3 separate regions of the Mus musculus genome follow, and regions 1 and 3 are each linked to region 2. A link is a contact called in public HiChIP or PLAC-seq data. All regions are on one chromosome and are shown on one strand. Each heading gives the region's core, a stretch centred on a gene start, on an enhancer-like site or on the middle of the called end of the contact. The rest is flanking DNA. Distances are from core to core; before and after follow the strand shown. Region 1 overlaps 4921511C10Rik (RIKEN cDNA 4921511C10 gene). Region 2 holds the start of 6430573P05Rik (RIKEN cDNA 6430573P05 gene). Region 3 has its middle 4.1 kb from the start of Gm17359.

The links. HiChIP or PLAC-seq counts read pairs in DNA pulled down with a chosen protein or histone mark.
Region 1: an H3K4me3 HiChIP or PLAC-seq map of the SCID.adh cell line shows a contact between it and region 2, with 54 read pairs. The contact joins the enhancer-like site here to the promoter of 6430573P05Rik in region 2. A contact is called at or near these places in 1 of 15 datasets of contacts at CTCF or cohesin (CD8 T cells), 33 of 484 Hi-C or Micro-C datasets (the AML12 cell line, the Ba/F3 cell line, the C2C12 cell line and 20 more), 17 of 115 datasets of contacts at active chromatin or transcription factors (the 230-238 cell line, CD4 single positive thymocytes, CD8 T cells and 11 more) and 3 of 9 other capture datasets (adipose tissue, liver and pancreatic islet).
Region 3: an H3K4me3 HiChIP or PLAC-seq map of the SCID.adh cell line shows a contact between it and region 2, with 33 read pairs. The contact joins the enhancer-like site here to the promoter of 6430573P05Rik in region 2. A contact is called at or near these places in 2 of 39 promoter capture datasets (liver and macrophages), 14 of 484 Hi-C or Micro-C datasets (DN3 thymocytes, the HL-1 cell line, the MNK3 cell line and 9 more), 5 of 115 datasets of contacts at active chromatin or transcription factors (CD8 T cells, the SCID.adh cell line, embryonic stem cells and 1 more) and 3 of 9 other capture datasets (adipose tissue, liver and pancreatic islet).

The regions. Positions count from the first base shown.
Region 1 is chr3:79,246,440-79,249,712 of GRCm38.p6, reverse strand. 4921511C10Rik (RIKEN cDNA 4921511C10 gene) reads right to left here. Exons shown (of 3, transcript NR_045502.1): 2 at 1,152-1,536. It also overlaps a transcript of Rapgef2 not described here. Among named protein-coding and RNA genes, the nearest start is that of 4921511C10Rik, 35 kb to the right of the region's middle. Within about 2 kb of position 1,377, at least 65 of the 459 cell types and tissues checked have an H3K27ac peak or open chromatin away from gene starts, as enhancers often do. A contact at or near this core is called in the Ba/F3 cell line, the C2C12 cell line, CD8 T cells and 8 more, where this site is marked.
Region 2 is chr3:79,284,900-79,288,529 of GRCm38.p6, reverse strand. 6430573P05Rik (RIKEN cDNA 6430573P05 gene) reads right to left here and starts at 1,675. Exons shown (of 2, transcript NR_165170.1): 1 at 721-1,675; 2 at 1-151. It also overlaps a transcript of Rapgef2 not described here.
Region 3 is chr3:79,339,585-79,342,883 of GRCm38.p6, reverse strand. It overlaps a transcript of Gm17359 not described here. Among named protein-coding and RNA genes, the nearest start is that of Gm17359, 4.1 kb to the left of the region's middle. Within about 2 kb of position 1,928, at least 5 of the 459 cell types and tissues checked have an H3K27ac peak or open chromatin away from gene starts, as enhancers often do. A contact at or near this core is called in the SCID.adh cell line and liver, where this site is marked.

The sequences.
Region 1 (3,273 bases), core at 128-2,627, 39 kb after region 2:
GAGATGTTGTTTCAAAGAACAAACCAATACATAATGAAAAGCCCAAACCAAAATGGTTTTCAAGTGTTGTGAGAATGGATCCCAACAATAGGGAAGGGCGTACATTATTTGTTCACTGAGCCTGTTTTATCAACATAGATATTTATTATAAAAACAAGAATCCTTATGCATTTTGTAATAAGTCAGGAGGATTTTTTTTTCCTTTCTATTTCTGTTTCCCCTAATCTCCATATTTTCATTTTTTCTAATTTTGCTTTTGAAAAATGCTGGTGTTTGTTCTACTTTTGGTGGAAGCCTTTCCTGTGTAGTCTTGGGAAGTCTGTGGAATAGATGTGCATTGAGCTTTGTTTAGGGAGCTCTGGGGAGTTGGCTCAGTGATTAAGACCATTGCTGTGCATTTGAGAGGACCAGAGTTTGGAGCCTTACAACTCACATAAAAGGCTGAGAGTGTGTGTGCCCACTTGTTACCCCAGCACTTGGGTAGAAGACCCTTGGCACACCCTGGCTAGCCAGACTAGCTGAATGGGCGAGCTGTGTGGGTTTAGTGAGATACTCTGACTTGGTCAATGCAGTGCAGTGGGATTGAAGAGGACCCCCAGTGCTGACTGACATCTGCCCTCCACTGGTTTTCTATGCCACACACAGACTGTTCTGTGTGAAGAGCTGTAAGCTGTGTGATCAGCGTGGTTACCTTCACAGTCGCTGTAGCTGAGTCAGACGTTATATCTTCGTAAAACTGCTTATCAAAGAGGTTTTACAAGGTTGTTAGAATGACTTTTTAAAAACAATTGTTTCTCTTTCTCTTTTTCTTTCTTTTTTTTTTGTCACTGTGTCACACTGTAGCCCAGGGTAGCTTTGCTCTCTACATCAGTCTTCCTTCCTCCACCTTACAGTAGTGCTGAGACTTACAGGCTGCACCACAGCACACAGGGCCTCTGCATGCTCAGCAAGCATGCAATACATATATATACTAAGTATACAATGTTGGAAATCCAGTGTGGCTATGAGTTTATAAGTGATTCATGGGACACCCTAACTTTTATGGATTCACATTAGGTACAGAATGTAAGCTGTTGAAGAATTATTAAGATGGCCATTGGCGTATTTCGTTAACCAAGCTTGGATTGTATTAAATCCTACTGTTTCCTTACCGGTTTATCCTTGTACTCCGGACCCTTCAGTCAGTGCCTTATCTTCTCAGACGGCTGACTCTTCCGACCTGCGTTTTCTTTGACAACCTGAGGATTAGTGGTAGATATCCATCCTTTGGCATTTCTCTGATGTTTTTCCTCCTCGATGGGCCGTGGTTATGGGTGCTCCTGAGATCACAGATATAAAGAAACCACTTCCCGCTTCACATTGTTGGTGCAGACCATGACTGCTGGCTGAGTTAGCACTTGTCACGTCTCTTTCAGAACATGCCCTGACCAGAGCTTCTGTCCTTTGGATGCAAGTCTCTCAAGGGGTGGAGAGTTAAGCTTCCTTCCTGGAGGGAGGATGGAGCGTCCGTGTAGACTGCAGTACCGCATTTGAATTCTGTGAATTAGATTTTATTCATCTCAGCATGGATTTGGGCATAGTGACTCTAGATTATCACATTACATGGTATTTCTCACACTTTCCCAGCCCTTTCAGCGCATTCCTGTCCACACAGTGCTGTGGGCTCATTTTCCAGTCCAGCCCTAGGACCAGGGAGATCTTGAAAGAAGACAGGTTCTTTCTAGCACCAGGGTGCAGGGAGTGTTGTTGCTTCTGGGATGTTCCTTCTAGCATCCCCTCACAGAACCAGAAACAGATGTGCACAGACTGGCACGTGCTAAGTGTAGGTACTTGTGCTGTCAAGGCATGCATGACACTCTCTTATTTTTAGTTCTGTGCTGACAGGTAGCTAGTTCGGGACCCCACCCAGTGGGCAAGTACTCGTCCCGGAACTGTATTCCCAGGCAGCGGCTGGGCCTTTGAAGCTTCCCTGGGCGATTTTAATTTGGAGCTTAGTCTGAGGACTGCTGTTCCTCACTTTACAGAAACACAGATGAGGATGCCTTATTATTAAATATTAAAATCAGTCAATTGTATGTGCGCGTGTGCGCATGTGTGGACATGTTTGTGTGGCCATGTGTGCATGTGCGGTAAGGGGCCAGGAGAGTCAGAGTCATGTAGTAGTAGTCATGTCTAGCCACGACCTTGTGATCATCCTGCCTCAGCCTCTTGTCTTTCAAGTGCTAGGGTTATAGGCATGCACCACCATTCCTGGCTGAGTATGACATGGCTTAGTAATTGAGGAATATAGTTAGAGACTAGAGGGGTCCTTTTTCTTTAGATCCTTTTTTCTTTAGACTGAGCCTCCAGTGTCTGTATATGGTGAGGAACTATCAGCACAGGAGGGCTGAGCTTTTCCTGGCATGTATAGCATCCCCACCCCCAAACCCTGACATCGAATCTTGCTGTTTCTTTAAGAAAGGATCTATCTAGACTTTAGAAGAAAGGTAGGGCGTTCCAGGAAGGATGCTATGTAAACTTATAAGTGAAGGTTTGATTTTAAATTCAGTTGAGAATTAGCCAACTTTACAATAAGGTGAACACATTTCAGTACGTGGAAGGAAGGAAGCATATATGTTAGCTGTTTGTTTAGTGTTTGAGGGAACAAAGAACTGTGCTTTAATTTGTTACACTGTTTCTAATCCTCTCAGTCCCTAAGTGCTGCCGCTAACAAGGGCATGCACGCTGGCTGGTAGATAAAGACTTACCTTTTAATAGATGATTGATAGTCTCCTTTAGACAGGAGTGCTTTTAGTAAGTTGGGGCTATTCTAGCTCCAGGATCTTAGGGTTCCACTGCTATTAATATATGATGTTATAATTTAAAGAAGTGAATGTTTTCTCCTAGCGGTCAGAATTCTCTGTGGACTAAATAGGAGACTGTCAGTCTGTAGTAGGCAGGTAGGATTTAGAAAGGACAGTTACAGTAGCTGGTTCCTTCCCTTACTGGAACCTCTGTTATGTGGCTTTTCCTCTTTGTTCTCTAAGGAGGAAAGGAAGCAAGCACACTGTATTATCGACTAACACACTGCCTTGAACATTTCCATCTTCTGAAATGCTTGCACTCGTAAGTTGGTTTTGTTTTGGGGAATGATTACATCTGGTGTCACCAAGTGCAGATTACCATCGCTGCTCCCCCTCCCCCCCCCCCCCCCCGGCCCCCCAGCCTTCACTTTAGATTGCTCCAGAAACAGGGGGTTACTTCAAGCACTTAGAACTAGTGGTTGGTAATGCA
Region 2 (3,630 bases), core at 426-2,925:
AGACTCCAAATGGGGAATGTCGGGTATATGTATTTTGCAGATCATTGGGTTTAAAATTCTCTTTTTCTGTTATTTTGCTTTTGAAGTGGAGGTTTAGCCTGGAGAATTCAAGTTGCTGCTCTAGGACTTCAGATAAAGCAGGAAGCAGTTGCTGTAAAAGCAATAAAACCGGACTTATTAGATATACTTTGTAACTTAGACTCAGTTCTCTAAATTTTGGCCCCCGCAGATCCTTTCTTTTTGGAAGTTATGCAATCCGTTTAGCGCTGTGCTGGCGAATTTAAGGACTTCCTCCCCTACTAGCTGACAGCCTGTCCCAATTGCTTACAATAATAAACTGGATATCGAAAAATATGCTTGAAAAAAAGGTTTTTAAGTTTGAATAACAATTGTCTTTAGTCTCCACACAGACTTCAAACACTGCAATCTTCTTTGAGGCTGACGCTGCACACCTCAAGCCTGGTCAGGAAGGGATGAACTCCCAAGAGCAGGGACATCTTAACACACTAATATGGGCTTTGTACCGGGCAAGTCTGGATTGGAAACTCGCGATCCTGAGAAGGTGCTCTGCCCAGTGGAAGGCAAAGTCCGACCTAGGATTATTCATTCTTGATTATGTCAGAGAACTTGCTGTCTTGGCCTCTAGATTACAACGGGCTGACCTGGTGTTTTCTTGTCCGATGTGATACCAGGTCTGGAGTTGGAAAGCCACATTCCTACCTGACTAACGCAGGAGTCATTTAAGGGTTTAGATGTCAGTGAGCGCGGAAGGTAGGAGAGCAACGTTGTCCTTGCAGTCACTACAAATAAACAGAATCCAAGGATGGTTAATGTTGCCACCGAAGCAAAATCCCAGTCAGCCCTAAGCTTTGGGAAGACCTGCCACTGCAGCCGAGTCCTCACAGGGACCTCTCCCGGGTGGGGTCAGCTTCCAGCCCGGGAAGAGGCGGGAGACGTGCCGCAAGGCCTGGGATGTGGGGTCTAGGCCAGAGAGTCGGGGTGCGGCCGCTCAGCTATGGGATCAACGATCGCAACAGCCCCGGCTGTCCTGGCTCCCACCGCACCTGGCCCCGGCAGAACGCGGCTCTCAGCGAGGGCGCGGCCCCGCCAGGCCAGCGATGGGGCGGGCCGGCGCCACGGGGCGCTCCGCCCCCGATGATGCGGCGGCCTCCGACTGGCCCCCGGCCCGTCACTCACTCCTCACCATGGTTGCAGCACAAAGCAACAAGCCCCGGAGGCCGCTTCCTCCCTGAAGAGTGGCTCCGGCGGCCGCCGAGGCGCAGGAGAAGGAAGAGGCGGGGAAGAGGAGGCGGTCGCCGTTCAGCAGACGCTTGGCGGGGCTGCGCGCTCCGCTCTCGGCCTCGCGCCCGCCGGGGACCCGTGTCTGGCCCGCCGCGCCCGCCCGCCGCACGGACGACGCACAAAGTTGCCTAGAGCGCGGGGGCCGCGCGGGGAGCAGCCGCGCTCAGGCGCCGATGGGGGCGGGCGGCTGGAGCTGCGCGGCCCGCGGGGATGCAGCAGCAGTCGGGAGGCGCGGCCGACAGTAGACGGAGGCGCGGCGCGGCCACGGCGGCCGAGGCCAGCGGGCTCGGTGGCTCCCAGACCTGAGCCGGGCTCACCAGGCTCAGCGCGCGGCCCTCCCTCTCGACCGGCGCGCGAGGACCCGGGACGCGTCAGAGCGAGCGCGGCCGGAGCGGGTAGAGCCAGGGCCCCGCCGGAGAGGCTCCGCCCGCCGTCGCTTGCACCTCCCTAAAAATAACTCGGCCCGCCGGGGCCAGCGCGATCCGCGACCGATCGGGAGCGCTGCCGGGCAGTCGCTGAGTCCGAGTCTACGGACAGCAAGCCGCGAGGAGGAGGAGGGCAGCTCCGGGCTGCACGGACCTTTCGTGCTGTCTGCGCCCCGGCCCCGCGCCTGGGCTGGTTTGCCTCGGGCAGTGGCGCTGGGCCGGGAGGCCGGCGAGTGTGTGGAGCGGACCCGGTGCGCCCCGCAGGGGGAGATGGCGTCCTACGTGGATAATAGCTTCCGCCAAGCGGTGATGAAGAACCCCGCCGAGAGGACCCCCCAGGTGAGACGCGCCGCCACCCGCCGTGGGGTTGGTGTCTGCAGACTGCGCCCTTCCAGTGCCCCGGCACTCCTCTGCTGGGGAAGCATCCCATTTCCCCCATCCAGGACCTTCCCTGCCCCAACTTCCAAGGGCATTCTTTTCAGACTGTTCTGCGATTGCTGCCCTCTCCTCTGCTGTCCTTTTCGTTGCGCTCCCCGTAGCTGACCTTGCCTGCGCCTTTGCGGGACTAGTTGTCTATAGGGTATGCCTTTCTCCGGCCACACTCCTTGGGGTTGAGTCTTGGGGTCAGGTCTCAGCTCCTCTCGGCCGGGTACTCTTGTCACCCTGACTGCAGGCTCAGTTACTCTCTTGCATGTATCCCATCTTTAGAGTTTAGGGGTGTTTAATGAGCTGTAAGCAGGAACTTGCAGGGTTGTGCGATGAACTGACTGGCCTAGGTGGGCCTTGTAAAGTGAAAGCCTGTCTTTAGTTACTACTTTACTTTCTTGAAAGAGGAATGTTGTTATCCATCGAAAGGAAAAAGTTGACAGGCCAGCGCTTTTCATTCCAATTGTAGATGTAAGTGCAGAACAGGCGTATTCGACTCCGTCTTCTTCGCAGGGCAGATTCTTTCGGTTTGCACAATATGGTCAAAATTAGATGAGTGGTTAACGTTTATACAATTGTTTATCCTCAGGTTTTTTTTTTTATTTTTAAACGGAGGGATAGCTGGTGGGTTAGATTTGATTTTTCTTAGATTGGATTAGCGAGGGAGGAGTGTTATAAAAAATGTGGTTTGATTTCCGTTGCTTACTGGCTACATGACGTAGATTCCTAAATGTTGGGATGGCGACTACAGGCGATCCTGCTTGCCAACCCTGCAGGCAAAGAAGATCTACAGATCCTTGGGGCCAGCAAAAACAGCGAGGATCCGATACTTGACAAAAGTTGCTTTGCTTGTCTGGGGATGGGATGCCATCTGTCCAAATCCAAGTGCTGCCCATCTCTGATGATGATTATTTAATGGGCGAGAGACTAGAATAAAAGCGAATCTTCCATTGGCTGCTTTTGGACAAGCCCCAAGAACGGCACCTGGTACTGTTGTTCTTGATGGTTTTCCTTTTGCTTGGTGGAGCTGTCACTTGTGGGATATGAATATAGATTACACTTGCCAAGCCTGGGAGATGGACTGTAATCGCATAAGAACGTTCACTTCACGTCTTCAGAAGTACCTACTCCAAAGGGCAGTTTTTATCAGGCACTGAGCATGCACGCCTTTGATCTGCTCCCTTCTCTGGTGGTGGTATAGCTGCCCTTCATGTGTCTTCATCATCTCTATTTGTTAAAACGGTCACTTATACCCATTTTCTGCTCTTGAAAAGACACTGCCAGTTTATTGTGTAGGCAAAGCAACTTTCACGCGATCTCTCAGTTCTTTTCAAGAACAGAGTTTGAAATGGCCAAGTGAAATTACACATGCAAACCGAACAAGGATAGTCAGTGATGTCCGAGGCCTGGTGTAGAAATGGGGAGGGTGAAATGGGGTGCTAGGTTGATTAGTTAGAATAACAGTGGAACCTACTGT
Region 3 (3,299 bases), core at 679-3,178, 54 kb before region 2:
GATCAAAACAGAGAGGCACCTGGGCAAATCAATGCATTTCCCCACACCGCGTAGTACCAGCGAAGGTGCTAAACACCTCAGTGGCACCCTACTTCCGGGCTCCCTGCCCACTATACAGGAACTCTGCCTTCTTTTGTTTAGGTCCCCACCTATCATCTTATAAAACTCCTTTGTAAGCTCACTTTTCCGTTCATGAAATTCATTCTTTTTTTTTTAAATCTTTTTTTTTAAGATTTATTTATTTGTTAATATATCTAAGTGCACTGTAGCTGTCTTCAGACACACCAGAAGAGGGAGTCAGAGCTCATTACGGATGGTTGTGAGCCACCATGTGGTTGCTGGGATTTGAACTCTGGACCTTTGGAAGAGCAGTCGGGTGCTCTTACCCACTGAGCCATCTCACCAGCCCCCATGAAATTCATTCTTAAAATTCATGCGGCCAGAGACCGGGAAACCACTGACCTAGAACTGCTTTGATGGTTTTTAGTTTGTCTGAGACCCCTGCACCTCAAGTTATGCTCACCTGAGCTGAGAGGGAAAGCCTCTATTGTACTCAAGGAGCCCCCACTTTCCCGAATCAATATGGCCCAGGAAAGGGAAGTACCTGATCCAAGTGTGGAGTGACAGGAAGAGAAGGAGTGTGTGGAGCCACATACAGAGAGGTGGGGGTGAATGTGATCGACGTCTGCTTTCCAGCTTGCTTGAATAAGATTGAGAAAACAAAGACATGAAGAGAAAGCCAACCAACAAAGTAACAGTACCAGCGATAAAGTGATAACATCAATTAAATATGGATTTGTATATGCTGCACAGCAGGTTAAGAGAGCTGTTAAAAATGTTTATAAACTTGTCATAAAATATTATGACAGCTACTGAGCTCATTGTAGGGAACCAAAGATGACCTCTGTTAGCTTCTGGGCTCATTTCTATGAAAGAAATCACTGTTGTCAATGAATCAATACCGACTCAAGGTTTGCTGCCCAGCAGGAATGAAATCTTCTCACTCCCTTGCTTTGATAATTTAATAATTACTTCAGAGCTCATAATCACTTCAACAGATACAACTGTAGAGTCCAACACAGTGTCTCTGTAAAGACATCTAATTTTAATGTTTAGAAAAGAATGAAGCTATATATTTTTATAATCAGAAAATTTAGTAATACTGAAGTACAACAAGAAATATCTATATAGGTAAATTTAGGTCAAATTTACTATAGTTATATAACAATTTATATCTTAATTATAGAGATTGTGATGATCTGTGTTAATTGTCAATTTGATACAATCTAGAAGTACATGAGAAGACAGTTACAATGGTGGGTTATCTAGATTAGATTGGCCTGTGGATATATCTGTGAGTGATTATTTTTATTGCAATATTGAGCAAAGAAGAACCTACCCACTGTGGCACTATCCTCTAGGTAGGGGATTCTGAACTGCATAAGAGTGGAGAAAACAAGCTAAATTCTAGCATACATGAATTCATTGCTTTCTGCTCTTGACTGTGTGGTTAATGTATTGCCACTGCAAGTTCCTACTGTCTTATCTTCCCCTCAGTGATGGACAGTAGCCTGAAATTGTGAGCAAAATAAATCCTTCCTGAAGTAGCTTTTGTCAGAGTATTTTGTTACAATAACAAGGAATGAAATTAAGACAGGATCTTAGCATAAGGGTCTCTGAATTTGATCTCCAGCATTAACAGGAAAAGCCAGGGAGGGAAAAGGGAAGTGGAAAGGAAGTGAAGGACAAGGGTCAAAAAGAAAGTAGGAAAAAAGAAGAAAAGGGAAGGAGGAAGGAGAAAGAAAGGGAACGAGAAAGGAAAGTGGAAAGGGAGGAGGGGTGGAGGAGAGGGGCAAGAGGGCTCAGTACAGTTTGCAATCTGGGGAGTTTTGTGGCTCATGGGTCAAAGGTTCTTTACTTATTACTTTTCTGGGTAGTGTTAGATCACAGACACACCCCCTGCTAAAGTCAGCTCATCCAAGCCTGCATGCAGTCTGTCCCTTAGGACGAAGACCTGACAGGTGCCTGCTGCTGCTGTGACTGAGACCATGGGAAAAGCAAGCCCAGTCTTCCCCCAGCCCTACTTGCTGATCAGGAACAAGGCAACTTTGAACTACAGTCCTACCGAGTGCCTGCCTCCTGGCACATGCTGTCACGTGATCTGCCACCCCTTAGATCCCTGTAAGAGTAGAAACCACCTTTGTTCAGGGATTTGAAGGATCTTTCCTTCAGACCCTCATAACGTTCTCTCTCCTAATGGTGGTGTTCTTTGGGATCTGAAGGGAAGGCTCCTGCTCTCTTTGTGACCCCATTGAACTTATTGAGTTAAACTGTGTCTATGGTCCGGTGCTGTTTCTTCTAAGGCTGTCTCACTTCAAGATCCAATCACAAAACAGCCCGTGGTCATGAAGCACACTCTCTTAGTAAATATCATTCTAAAGGGCAATTCATGTCAGCTACTTTTTGCCCTCCCATAATTTCTAATACAGAGTAGAAATGGAACCCAGGGCCTTGAACATGCTCTGTACATGCTCTGGCACTCAGCCACACACATCCATCACTTTCCATACACTCTAGGTATGTGAGATAATGGCTCGCTGTGCCCCATTTATCCTCGGACTCCCTATGTATGCAGAGACTGACCTTGAAGTCAAAAGTTTCCTACTTCTACCTCCCAAGTGCTGAGAGGACAGTTCTGTCACCATACCATGAATTTCCTTACACTTTTTTATTATCAAACATTGTTACATCTCATAAAAGTGTTCTGGATTTATATATATAAAAAAAAGTAAACTGAATACTTACAGGCTTGGCTTCAAGCCATAAGTCTTATGTATAATATTGGCAAAGTGCTTTTTTTGGGGGGGGGGTATGGCAATCTGTAGAATAAATGAGATGTGTATAAAATGGTTATCTATATTCTGGACACAGTATGTACTCAATAAGTTTTAACCCTGTTATTGCCTCTTGCTGCTGCCAACCATGCTTTCCTGAAAGAAAATATGTATGACAAATGCAAACGTAAACTGACCATTGCTTACATTTTGTCATCTTTAAGTCTGCAAGACTGTGTCAGGAGAGGGTCTGTAGCCATCTCCCTCCTCCTCATTTGGCTCAAATTTGGGTGAAATAGGACTGTGATATAGGATTGCTATTCCCTCTCAGTCTATGTAGCTCAATTTCCACATTAATTTAAATTAAAATCAGAAAGCATCTCCATTGTTAGCACTGTATTGCTACACTACATGTTTCAAAACAAAAAACAAAAAACAAGCTGGGCGTGGTGGCGCACACCTTTA